Regions from separate parts of the Muntiacus reevesi genome. Here region 2 is linked to region 1. Evidence: chromatin contacts called from public Hi-C data. All regions are on one chromosome and are shown on one strand. Each heading gives the region's core, a stretch centred on a gene start, on an enhancer-like site or on the middle of the called end of the contact. The rest is flanking DNA. Distances are from core to core; before and after follow the strand shown. Region 1 holds the start of FEN1 (flap structure-specific endonuclease 1). Region 2 holds the start of INCENP (inner centromere protein).

Region 1 (5,137 bases), core at 1,087-3,586:
GTAATAAACTGTACTCCGCTGTCTTGAGTGTCCTCTGAGGTGTGCTTTGTGACTCCGGATTCCACAACACCCTTCAACCATCCAAGGTCACATAGCTAATGAGCAGCAAAGCTGGGACTAGCCCTCTGATCTCCTGACACCTGAGTATATCACTCCTTATAACACTTCTCAACTTCAGGTCCCGTGCCCAGCCTCCAGTCCAGCCAGGCCCTCTGCTTACCATGAAGCCTGAAGAGCAACTGAGCTCACCTGAACTTGGAAAATAAGGCCACAACCTGACTTTGGATGGCAATGGCCCTTACCCCTTAACCTCCTGACTGTCCTGCTTCCCCACGCCAGAACAAAACTGGCTGGGTGCCTGTACCCAGTGTAGTTCCTCCCTCCAGTTCCCACATCACTAACTCTGGCCCACTGGCTGCTCATTCGAAGGATACACGAAGAACCAGGCGGTGAAGAACATGCCAATGGCCAGCAGCACCACGGTCAGGTGGGGAAAGACAGCCGGGTTCACGGGGCTGGTGTATCTGCTCATGGCCTCAAGTTCCTAGGGGAAGGCATGATATCAGAGCCACTGAAGGATCCCAAGACTTCAACCTCGGAGGACTATGGGGTTATCAGAGCCTTGTGCTGCTGTGACTGCAAGAAGCTTAATTCAGCCTGAGAGACAGGGACATCCTTCCCGGTTCCTTTGACAGAACCACTGTCAAATGATACCTTCTGGGAATGACAACGATTATGATGGCATCTTAAACTAAGGTGGCGCTTTGTCTTTTCAGTAGGAGATGAGAAGGGCAGCTAAGAGTCAGAGGCTGAGACACACAACGGGACTGATTAGCTACAGATCAATAGTCCTTAACATGTTTTTTTTGGCTGCACTATGCAGCTTGTGGGATTTTAGTTCCCTGACCAGGGAATCGAACCTGCATTTCCTGCATTGAAAGTGTAGAGTCTTAACCACTCAACTGCCAGGGAAGTCTGGTCCTTAACATTTTCTGAGGCCACTGATCATCATGGGGAAAAAAAAAACAAACAAAAAAAACATGATGAAAGGTCTGGACTCTTTGCCTGGGACAAATCACACACAAGAAGAAGTTTGTGGGAGGGGTGAGTCCCTTCACTGTTCACCTGAAACTATCATAACATTTTTCTTTAATTGGTTACACCCCAAGACAAAATAAAGTGCTTTTTTTTAAAAGAAAAAGTCTGCTTATGATTTTAGGAGCTTTATGGAACCATGTCTGTAGACACCAAGCTCAGAATCCTGACTGAAAGGCAGACTCTGAACTGGTCCAGAGTCTGCCTCAACTTCTAATTCTCTATTCTTCCCACTACACAATTAAGGAATCTCGGGATCTGCAAACAAAAGACATAAGTCAAAATTCTGACTCTACTAAATACCAGGAATCTCAGTAAGTGATTATAATATCTCTCTCACAAGGTTGATGTATGATTTAAGACAAACGTCACAGCATCTAACTCACTGCCTGGCATAGAGTTGTTGCTCAATAGGTGTTTGTTTCCTTCCCAAGGTTATAGGGAAGATCATGAGCTAATGCTTGTGAAAGAGGGCTGTAAAAGTAAAGTTCCGTACAAATGTTAATTTCCATTGTCACCCACCAGCCAATGTTTAAATCCAGAACATAACAACTCTAGACAAGTAAACTGAGCCCATTGTTCTAAGAGACACTGGAATTCAAATCAGTAAACATTTATGCCCCCCCATAAACGATAAAGACAATAGCTGCCATTGACTGAGCCTCCAATTGCAGGCCCTGTGTTTGGCACTGGGAATACAAAGATGAATAGACATCATCCCAGGGTTAGAGGCACGTCAGATGGTGGTCACTAGGAGGCGTGGCAGATAACAAAGAAGTCATGACACGTGGCAAGAGGGCTGTACACAGGTTGTGGGGGCTCCCAGGACAGAGCGGACAAGTGCCCGAGACAGCTGGAAGTGCTTCACCAAGAAGGTGACTTTTGCCCAGGTCTGGGTAGTATGAGTACGAGTTCCGCAGCAGGGAAAAACTTGTCAGATAGAGGTAACAGTTTGACCACAGGTAACAGAGCTAAATGCTGGAAGGTATTAAAAAATGCACTCACGCTCCTCATCCTTATAAATTGCGAGATCAGAAGCCCACTGAGATCAAAACCTTACCTAAGAAGTCAGCCCCTTCCCCGCCCCTCAGTCCAAATCGAAGGATCCAGGGTCCTCCCGCCCTCTAGATCTCGGGCACCTGACGCCTCTGTGAGAGAAACAGGCACAGGACGGAACTCGGGGTTCCCCAGAGCCCCGTCCGGAACTCCCCTCAACCCTCTCACCATTTTGCCGGGCACAGGGTAATCCGCCACTCCGCCACCGGAAGAACACGTCGGCAGGAGCAGGCGCGCTGTTCAACCGGAAGAGGAAATGCAGCCACGCGGGTGACTCTGTGGGACTTGTAGTCCCATGGTTTCGGGTGTGGCGGGATCTGGGGCCTTCGGGAGCCCGGGGTGGAGTAGCGGCAAGCAGTGGAGAAGGGTAGTGTCAGGTCGCAGAGCAGGTCCGTCCGCCCTGGCGGGACTGATTGCTGTGAGAGAAGCTGGCCGAGGGGCCTGGGGCCTGTACTACACTTCCCAGGAGGCTGTGCGCCGCGGCAGTCACGTGACGCGAGCGCGGGCTTTGGAAGGCGGTGAAGAGAGAGGGTACCAGAGACTGGTGCTGAGGAGGCTTCGGGGCAGAGCCGGGAGTCGGGCTGAGTTCTGTTCTGGGTCACCCGGGAGCACCCCAGAGGCCAGGTGAGACCCTCGGGAAGCGTCTCTGAGAGCGTCGGGCCCGTTTTGCGCCGGGTGTTGGGGGAGGCGGGCGGCTGCCGCGCGCGGGGAGAAGCGAGCGCGGGATTCAGACGGGCCCGCCACTTTCCCGCTATGAGTCCGGGGCCAGCCCCTTAACCTCTGAGCCTCTTTAATCATTTGTAGAAAGAGGATGATAACTCCCACCTCATAAGGTCGTTGTGTATTGTGACCGAGCTCCTGGAGGAGACACTTTGTTGACCTGCACTTGTTCATATCACTGCCTTTGTGGGACGCAGTGGGAGGATGTCTGCCCTCGTTCTAGCAAAGCCGGTAACTTGAGGCACGAACCAAAGGATCGAGTGGGTTCTGCCGGGGGAACGTTTGCGAGCACCTAGTGTTTGTCAGTTTTCGTCTGATATCTCACTTAACCCTGGCAGTAATTCTGCAAGGCAGGCATGGTTATCATCTTACTTGGTAGATGAGAAAACCAATCCTAAATGGCTTAGTAATGTCACACGCTAAGTGACTTAGTGATCACTATTATCCAGGTAGTAAATAATGGTGCCTAGATTCAAGGCCACTGCCATTCACAGAGGAACTAAAACGAGATAGAAAAGGGCTGCAGAACGGTGGGAGGAGCGTACAGCCGAACAGAAGTGAGACAGGGCAGTTTCATCCCAGTTTTTGTCTTGGATTCCCAGGCTGTCCAGCGTGTTGGACACACCACCAATGGATACATGATGACCCCCAAAATCCCTTTTTGAAAAAAATTTTTTGGCGGCTGTGGTACATGTGGGATTTTAATTCCCCAAGCAGGGATCAAGCCTATGTCCTCTGCATTGGGAGCACAAAGTCTTAACCATTGGACCTCCAGAGAAGTTCCCCCGAATCTTTTTGAATACTTATGCATTTAGCATGTAGTAAAATATAACTGATAAAGCACAGATATTATTGCTTAAGATGAATTCTCTTTTCCAATTTAGTTTTTAGAAAATGGTATCCATATAAAGAAAATTTTAAGTGTAGGTTTTCATGGGAAGTTGCACAGAATTGTGAGGGTAGTTTAGGCCTGACTGAAGTTTGGAAAATACTGTCCTAAGGAGTCTAAACCACAGAACTGTGGTACTGGGCTCAGTGACTATAGCATCACTGGATCAGAACTCAGGGTAGAGAAGAGGCTGTGGAGTTCACATTTCAGACTTACTGGTGGAGAGAAAATACAAAGGGAAAGACTTAAAACAACATCATGACAGAAGTAGAAACTCTTTGACATGCTGAGGGGATGCTGAAAAGAGATTAGAGAAGTGTGAAAACCGCATTACTCTCACACAGATGTTATTCCTGCCAGTTCTTCAAAACTGCTATGTCGCCCAGAGAAGCAGAACAAACAGGATCTAGAATATGGATATATGGGAAGGCTGACTTTAAGGAATTGGTTCAGATGATTGTAGGTGTTGGAAAGTTGAAAATTGTAGGTCAGGTCGGCAGGCTGGAGACTCTGGTAGGAGTTGATGACTGGTCTTGAGGCAGGATTTCTTTGTGAGACCCGTTTTTGTGCTTAACGGCCTTTCAGTTTGATGAGGCCCTCCCACATTGTGGGCTTCCCTGGTGGCTCAGATGGTAAAGAATCTGCCTGCAGTGCAGGAGACCCAGGCTTGATCCCTGGGTCGGGAAGATCCCCTGGAGAAGGGAATGGCTACCCACTCCAGTGTTCTTGCCTGGAGAATGCCATGGACACAGGAGCCTGGTGGGGTACTGTCCATTGTGTTGCAAAGAGACACAGACACGACCGAGTGACTAACACTTTCACTTTGCCACATTGTGGAATGAAGTCTCCTTTTCTTAAAATCAGCTGATATAGATGTTAACCACACCCACAAAATACCTTCACAGCAACACCTGCATTAATGTTTGATTAAATAATTGGATATTGTGGCCTTGACAAACTGACACAGAACTAACCCTCAGAGCTGCTGAGAGGAGGTAAGCTGGAGGAGTGAGTTGGGAATAAAGATCCAAAGGAGGAACGAATGTGGTGTTCATGAATTGGCAAGAAGACAGATACTCCTAAGTTTGTTTACCACCTTAGACATTTGGTTGCCTTTTTATCTGTCTTGTCTCACCTTTGTGTAACTGGGATTTGCGTGTCGTTCAGGGGGCAGTTCTGCCATCATGGTCCCTGAACTCCTCAAGCTGGCCCAGGCTGCCTCCTCTGTCCTTGCTGTAGCCCTTTTTGCATGCTAGCCCTGTTGCTGCCTTAGCCACAAAACTTTTAAGTCCCTTAAGGACTTGAACATCTTACCCTCTCAGCATGTAGTTTAGTGCCTGATACTTAGGAATCCTTAGTATTAACTGAGTGAACTAG
Region 2 (5,595 bases), core at 2,023-4,522, 390 kb after region 1:
GACGTCACTCCTGAGTCCTTCAGTGACCAGCACGTGCCTGGGGGCCGCCTGGAGCTGGGCAGCTGCCTCCTGTCTCACGCTCGCTGCGCCTCAGTGACCCTGTCCGGGGCTTTTCTGTTTCCTTCTGCTGCTGCCCTACCGTGTACTGCGAGTTTCGCATCAGCCTAGACTCGCCCGTTTCCCTGGACGGGCTGTAATCCATTCCTTTGGGGCCGTCATATCCATTGGGACAATTGTCAGAGTCATCCCAGTTAGGAGGGACTCCCCCGGTGGGGACGTCGAGGGCCGCCTCTGCGTGCACAGGACAGGGTGGGGGCTCTTCCATGGAGGAGGCCATGCGCTGCGGGGCCGGACGCGGGGCGCAGAGGCCGGAAACGCCAGCCCGCGCCCCTTCCCCACAGCCCTCCCCACTGGGCCGCGCGGGGCACCCGCCTCTTCTCAGGTTCTGGAGTCTGCAGGGCGCCAGCCACTTCTGACTTGGACCCCAGCCCCTGTTTCAGCCCCGCCCTTGCTCCTGCTTCTGGGAGGGCTGCGCAGCCAGCCCGGAAGGAGGGTCTGGGGGTCGGGAGGGGCTGAGCAGGACTCCCGGGTCTCAGCCTGAGCTTCCCCTTCTTGAGACCCGGCATTCTCATCCATCTCTGACCCAGAACACTGTCACCTCTTCATGGATTCTCTTTGTCCCAAGAGACTTCTCTCTAAAAACGATCTGCCTACTGTTCGCGGCGTTTCAGGAGGGCCGACTTCTGCCAGCCCCTGGAGCATAAGGAGAGCCTGTGCGGGGGCCGGGGGTGCCGTCTGGGAGCAGCTCCTCGGGGTGAGCCCTGGACACCCGCTGTCTCCGAGCACCACCCACCAACCCTGACCACCTTCCCGCCCCTTCCAGGTCCCTGACGAGCACTTCCCCGCCCTGCTGGCCTACCTGGAGGGGCTCAGGGGCCGCGCCCGCGAGCTGACGGTGCAGAAGGCGGAGGCCCTGATGCGGGAGCTGGACCAGGCGGGCGCCTGCGCCCTGCCGCCCGGGGGGACCCAGCGTGCCCGGCAGGTGCTGCAGCTGCTCTCCCAGCGGGCAGCTCGGGGGCGCCTGGGCCCCGTGGACCCCAGCGAGGGCAAGGGCCCTGGGTCTTCTGGGTCCTGCACCCCGAAGGGCCTGCCTCTCTCTCCTGACTCCTCGACCAGGAACTCTTCAGAGGAGAAGACGAGTTACCTCCTCCATGGTAGAACGCGGTCACTCTGAAATGACCTGGCCTCCCGGTGGCCTGCAGGCTCCCACAGAAGCTGCTGCTTGTGGGAAACGTCTTGTTTTTCTACCAGGACTATGCTAGAGGTCAGAGCTGGCCTTTCCTGCCAGCTGCAGCCCATCCACGTGGGGGCGTGGCCCCCTCCTTCAGCTGACGGTCCCTCCCATGAGTCTTCGAGGCCACCTGCCTGCCTTCGCTGATGGCCGGGCTGAGGTTCATCCATCGCACCTCCCCCTGGCTGTATTTTCAATAAAAAAACAGGCCCCTGGGGGCCGTGGTTCAAAAAAAAAAAAAAAAAGGCTCAACATTCAGAAAACTAAGATCATGACATCTGGTCCTATCACTTCCTGGCAAGTAGATGGGGAAACAGTGGCTGACTTCATTTTTTTGGTCTCCAAAATTACTGCAGATGGTGACTGCAGCCATGAAATTAAAAGATGCTTGCTCCTTGAAAGGAAAGTTATGACCAACCTAGACAGTATATTAAAAAGCAGAGACATTACTTTGTCAACAAAGGTCTGTCTAGTCAAGGCTATAGTTTTTCCAGTGGTCATGTATGGATGTGAGAGTTGGACTATATAGAAAGCTGAGCTCTGAAGAATTGATGCTTTTGAACTGTAGTGTTGGAGGAGACTCTTGAGAGTCCCTTGGACTGCAAGGAGATCCAACCAGTCCATCCTAAAGGAGATCAGCCCTGGGTGTTCATTGGAAGGACTGATGTTGAAGCTGAAACTCCAATACTTTGACCACCTGATGTGAAAGGCTGACTCATTTGAAAAGACCCTGATGCTGGGAGGGATTGGGGGTAGGAGGAGAAGGGGACAACAGAGGATGAGATGGCTGGATGGTATCACCGACTTAATGGACATGAGTTTGGGTAAACTCTGGGAGTTGGTGATGGACAGGGAGGCCTGGCGTGCTGCAGTCCATGGATCGCAAAGAGTCGGACACAACTGAGCGACTGAACTGAACTGAACTGAGTGGCTCAATCAGTAAGAAATCTGCCTGCAATGCTGGTGGACCAGGGTTCAATCACTGGGTTGGGACTGTCCCCTGGAGAAGGAAATGGCAACCCACTCCAGTATTCCTGCCTGGAGAATCCCATGGACAGAGGAGCCTGGTGAGCTACAGTCCACAGGGTCGGCTATAGCCCATAGAGTCTCAGGAGAGTCCAACACGCCTTGGTAACTTAACTATCACCAGAAAGGTATGTGTAGAATTGTTAGCTTCTTCTCTTGATATCTGCTTTTAGCAGGTCATCGCATTGCAGATTAATGAATTCCAGTTGGAGATTAAGTGGAAAGTCCTGAATAACAGAGTTAAGTTGATTATGAAATAATGGAAATTTCCTCTGCATTTGCATCAAAGTCTGAAAAAGTATGCTGGAACTGCAGTTTGAGGTTGAAAATTTGTGTGGAAATGGAAATCTGGATTCTTACTTTAACCTTTGACAGCATGGAAAGCATATAAGCAAAGTGGCTTTACTTGTGGCTCAGACAATGTTAATTGTTATGGAAATAATTTCGCTGTATTATAAATTTTGCTGTTTTGCTTTGTAATTTTAAGTTGAAATCATTAAGAAACATCATCGTCTATATTATTTCTGTAAAGTGGCAGAGGTCGTCCCGTATTGAGGACAGAGTTGGGTGAAGAAATAGCAAAGTGTAGACTCCCGAAAAGAGGACGATCCACAACTAAGGCCTCACCTATCTCCCAGGTCCCTCAGGGCACTCGCAATGCACGCTGGGACTTGTAGTTCTGGCGTGTGAGGCCTTGCGCGCGCAACCCCCACCTCCGGTGATCGCCTCTCTAGGCCGCGCGCCGCTGTTCCCGGAAGCTGTACAGGTTAAAGTTTCAACGCTTCCTCGCCCCTCCTCTTAGTCCCGCAGACTGCCAATCCGCAGAGCCAATCGATGGCCTGACTGGTGCTCCCTTTTACTTGATTGGCTTAGAGTTTTGCAGCCGCCCAGACAAACTTGACGGGGATTGGTCGAGTCTTCAGTTTTGAAAATCGTAGGTTTGGCCCGCGCTGTACCGCCCCGTTGCTTCACTGCAGCCGTAAGCCTCGGAGGCCGGGAGCCGTGGGGCCTGGGCAGGCTGGGATTTGTGTTGGGAAGGTCGCCGGACTTGGATCGGAGCAGCACTTAAGGAGACGCGGTGCAGTCGAGTGAGTGTGCGCGGGCGGCCGGCTGGGGGGTCGTTAGCAGTTTGTTATTCCTCCGCCAGCCCGATACCGGGGAGCATGACCTCCTCTATCGCCCGTTGCGGCTTGCAGGGGATGGGTCACCTCTTTCAAGTGACGAGGTGCCCTGCCTTGGTCCTGGGGCCCAAGATGACCCCACCCCGCCGCGTCCAAGAGAATAACCCCGTCCCCTCCCCATCCAGGTGCCTTTTGTTGACCTGGACGCGCAGGAAGCACCCACCGACCCGGTTGTGTGGCGGCATTATACCAGATGGCATTTCACCAGATGGCATTTCTGTACAGTTAACCCTCGCTCACCACATCCCTTATCGACTGAGCAACGTTTTAAATTGACCCATTTCCGGAGGCCACTGCTGCCTTGTCACTCCCCAGGCCCGTTTACTGACAGTGGCCTTCTCTGGGGCGCCCAGTCAGAACTTGCCGCCTACCTTTCCGAAGTTGAAATGGAGTAGGCGGCAAAGCTTGAGGTTAAGAGCACAGTTTAAATCAGGGCCCCGCCCCTGACTTGCCGGAAGACCTGGACTTAACTTCAGTCTCCCTCAATTTGCTCATCTGCGCTAGGATCTCCTTGAGGTTGTGGCGAGAATGAGATGAGATGATGCTCCACCCGAGCATGGAGCAGGTCTCTTTAAAGAAAGCAGCTATTACGACCCTCCTTCACTGAGGTGTGGTCAGGGTTAGCTGGTGGACTTCCCGCACCCTCAAAAGAACAGGCATTGTGAAGGAGGGCCGTGGGGCTCTAGTCTGGTGTATGACGTGAGAAAAGTATTGGGAGAGGAAGATGAGTCTCCTTCACCCTTGGTGGGAGGTAAGGTACTTTGGGTTTGTATCCAGGTTCTTACAGGGGGCTAAAGAGATTTTTGCTGCTTTTCCATGGGACCCTTATTCTTAACACTCCTTTCTGAGGGTCCTCTCTGATCTAATGACAGTGACCGTTTTAAAATAGGCTAAGGCAAAGAAATAAATAAATTTAAAAAAATAAAATAGGCTGAGGCTGCTGAAAAAAAAATAAATAAAATCGGCTGAGGCTGCTGAAAACAAACTTTTTATGGAAGAAGCTCAAACGCCTTTTTGCACTTTGTATAAGAAGCCCACACCTACTTTGCCATTTTGAACAAATACTTTTTTAAATAAAAGAGCAAGTTGTTGCTTTCCATAGCACAAAGTGTTTTGTGTTCCTTAAACAGGTCTCTCTTTCCTAGCCTCAAACTGGATTCCTGTCGTTAACCAGGGCTGAGTGCTGGGACACAGGGACTGGGGGGAGTCAGAGGGCAGCCAGAAGGCTGTGCTGTGACTGGAATCCACACCTGTCTCTGCCCAAAGCTTCTGCGATCCTGCCCAGCTGGTCCTACCCTGATGGGTGCTGCTCTTGGCTCCTCGGAGTAGGGCTTTGGATGAGGAAGGTGTGCTCTAACCTGTGTAGAATGCCCTCATTTGGTGTCTGTGTGTGTGTGTGTGTGTGTGTCTTGGGGCAGGGAGTTAGAGAATGTTTATTTCTAGGTGTACAGTTGGTAGATGGATCTATTCATTCAACAAGTATTCCTTTTGTGCCAGGCACTCTGCCAAGCTCTGGGCTTCAAAGCTACAAGCAAGACAGACCAGGGCTTGCCCTCAGGGAACAAATGCTTAGTGGGCAGAGACAGGCAGTCAGCAAGCAGATACATCGTCACCTGAGTGTTGTGCAGAGTATTGAAATTGATGGATAGGATGGTGGCTGGTGGTCAGGTCCTCCCTGCGTTGCTGAGAGTCAGGTGCTGAGGAGTGAGCTGTACCAAATAGGAGACAGAAGGTTCCAGGCAGAGGGCAGAGCTTACTCGAGGAACAGAGGCTAGTGTGCCTTGGAAATCAGGCCCCAGGAAGTCAGTCGAATGAGGCTGCAACAGCACCTGGCGTTAAGCCATTTATAGAGGTCAGTGACTTAGCCCCTCCTTGCAGAACCTCCTGTCTTAGGTAGAGGCTGAGCTGTGTGTGGTTCTTGGTTTTGAAGGTGTCGATCAGAGTGGTGGGTCACTGCCATGGCATGAGACATGCAATCTGTTATTATGGTTTGTGACTGTCACCCGTTAATTCGTTCTTTCATTGCCCTAGTCGGGATATTTATTGAGCCCCTGCTGTGAACCAGAATAGAACACTTCTTCCTTGCCTGGGGCTTTG

What was found. A called contact is a pair of places that touch in the nucleus more often than the background predicts.
Region 2: a Hi-C map of muscle shows a contact between it and region 1, with 4 times the contacts expected there. The contact joins the promoter of INCENP here to the promoter of FEN1 in region 1. A contact is called at or near these places in 2 of 3 Hi-C or Micro-C datasets (blood and muscle).

Annotation. Positions count from the first base shown.
Region 1 is chr5:38,190,742-38,195,878 of mMunRee1.1, forward strand. It overlaps FEN1 (flap structure-specific endonuclease 1), which reads left to right and starts at 2,337. Exons shown (of 2, transcript XM_065937470.1): 1 at 2,337-2,775. The coding sequence starts at 2,447. It overlaps TMEM258 (transmembrane protein 258), which reads right to left and starts at 2,433. Exons shown (of 4, transcript XM_065937476.1): 1 at 2,320-2,433; 2 at 435-544. The coding sequence starts at 2,322.
Region 2 is chr5:38,582,579-38,588,173 of mMunRee1.1, forward strand. It overlaps INCENP (inner centromere protein), which reads left to right and starts at 3,273. Exons shown (of 18, transcript XM_065937488.1): 1 at 3,273-3,405. It overlaps LOC136168935, which reads left to right. Exons shown (of 2, transcript XM_065936679.1): 2 at 884-1,466. The coding sequence ends at 1,234.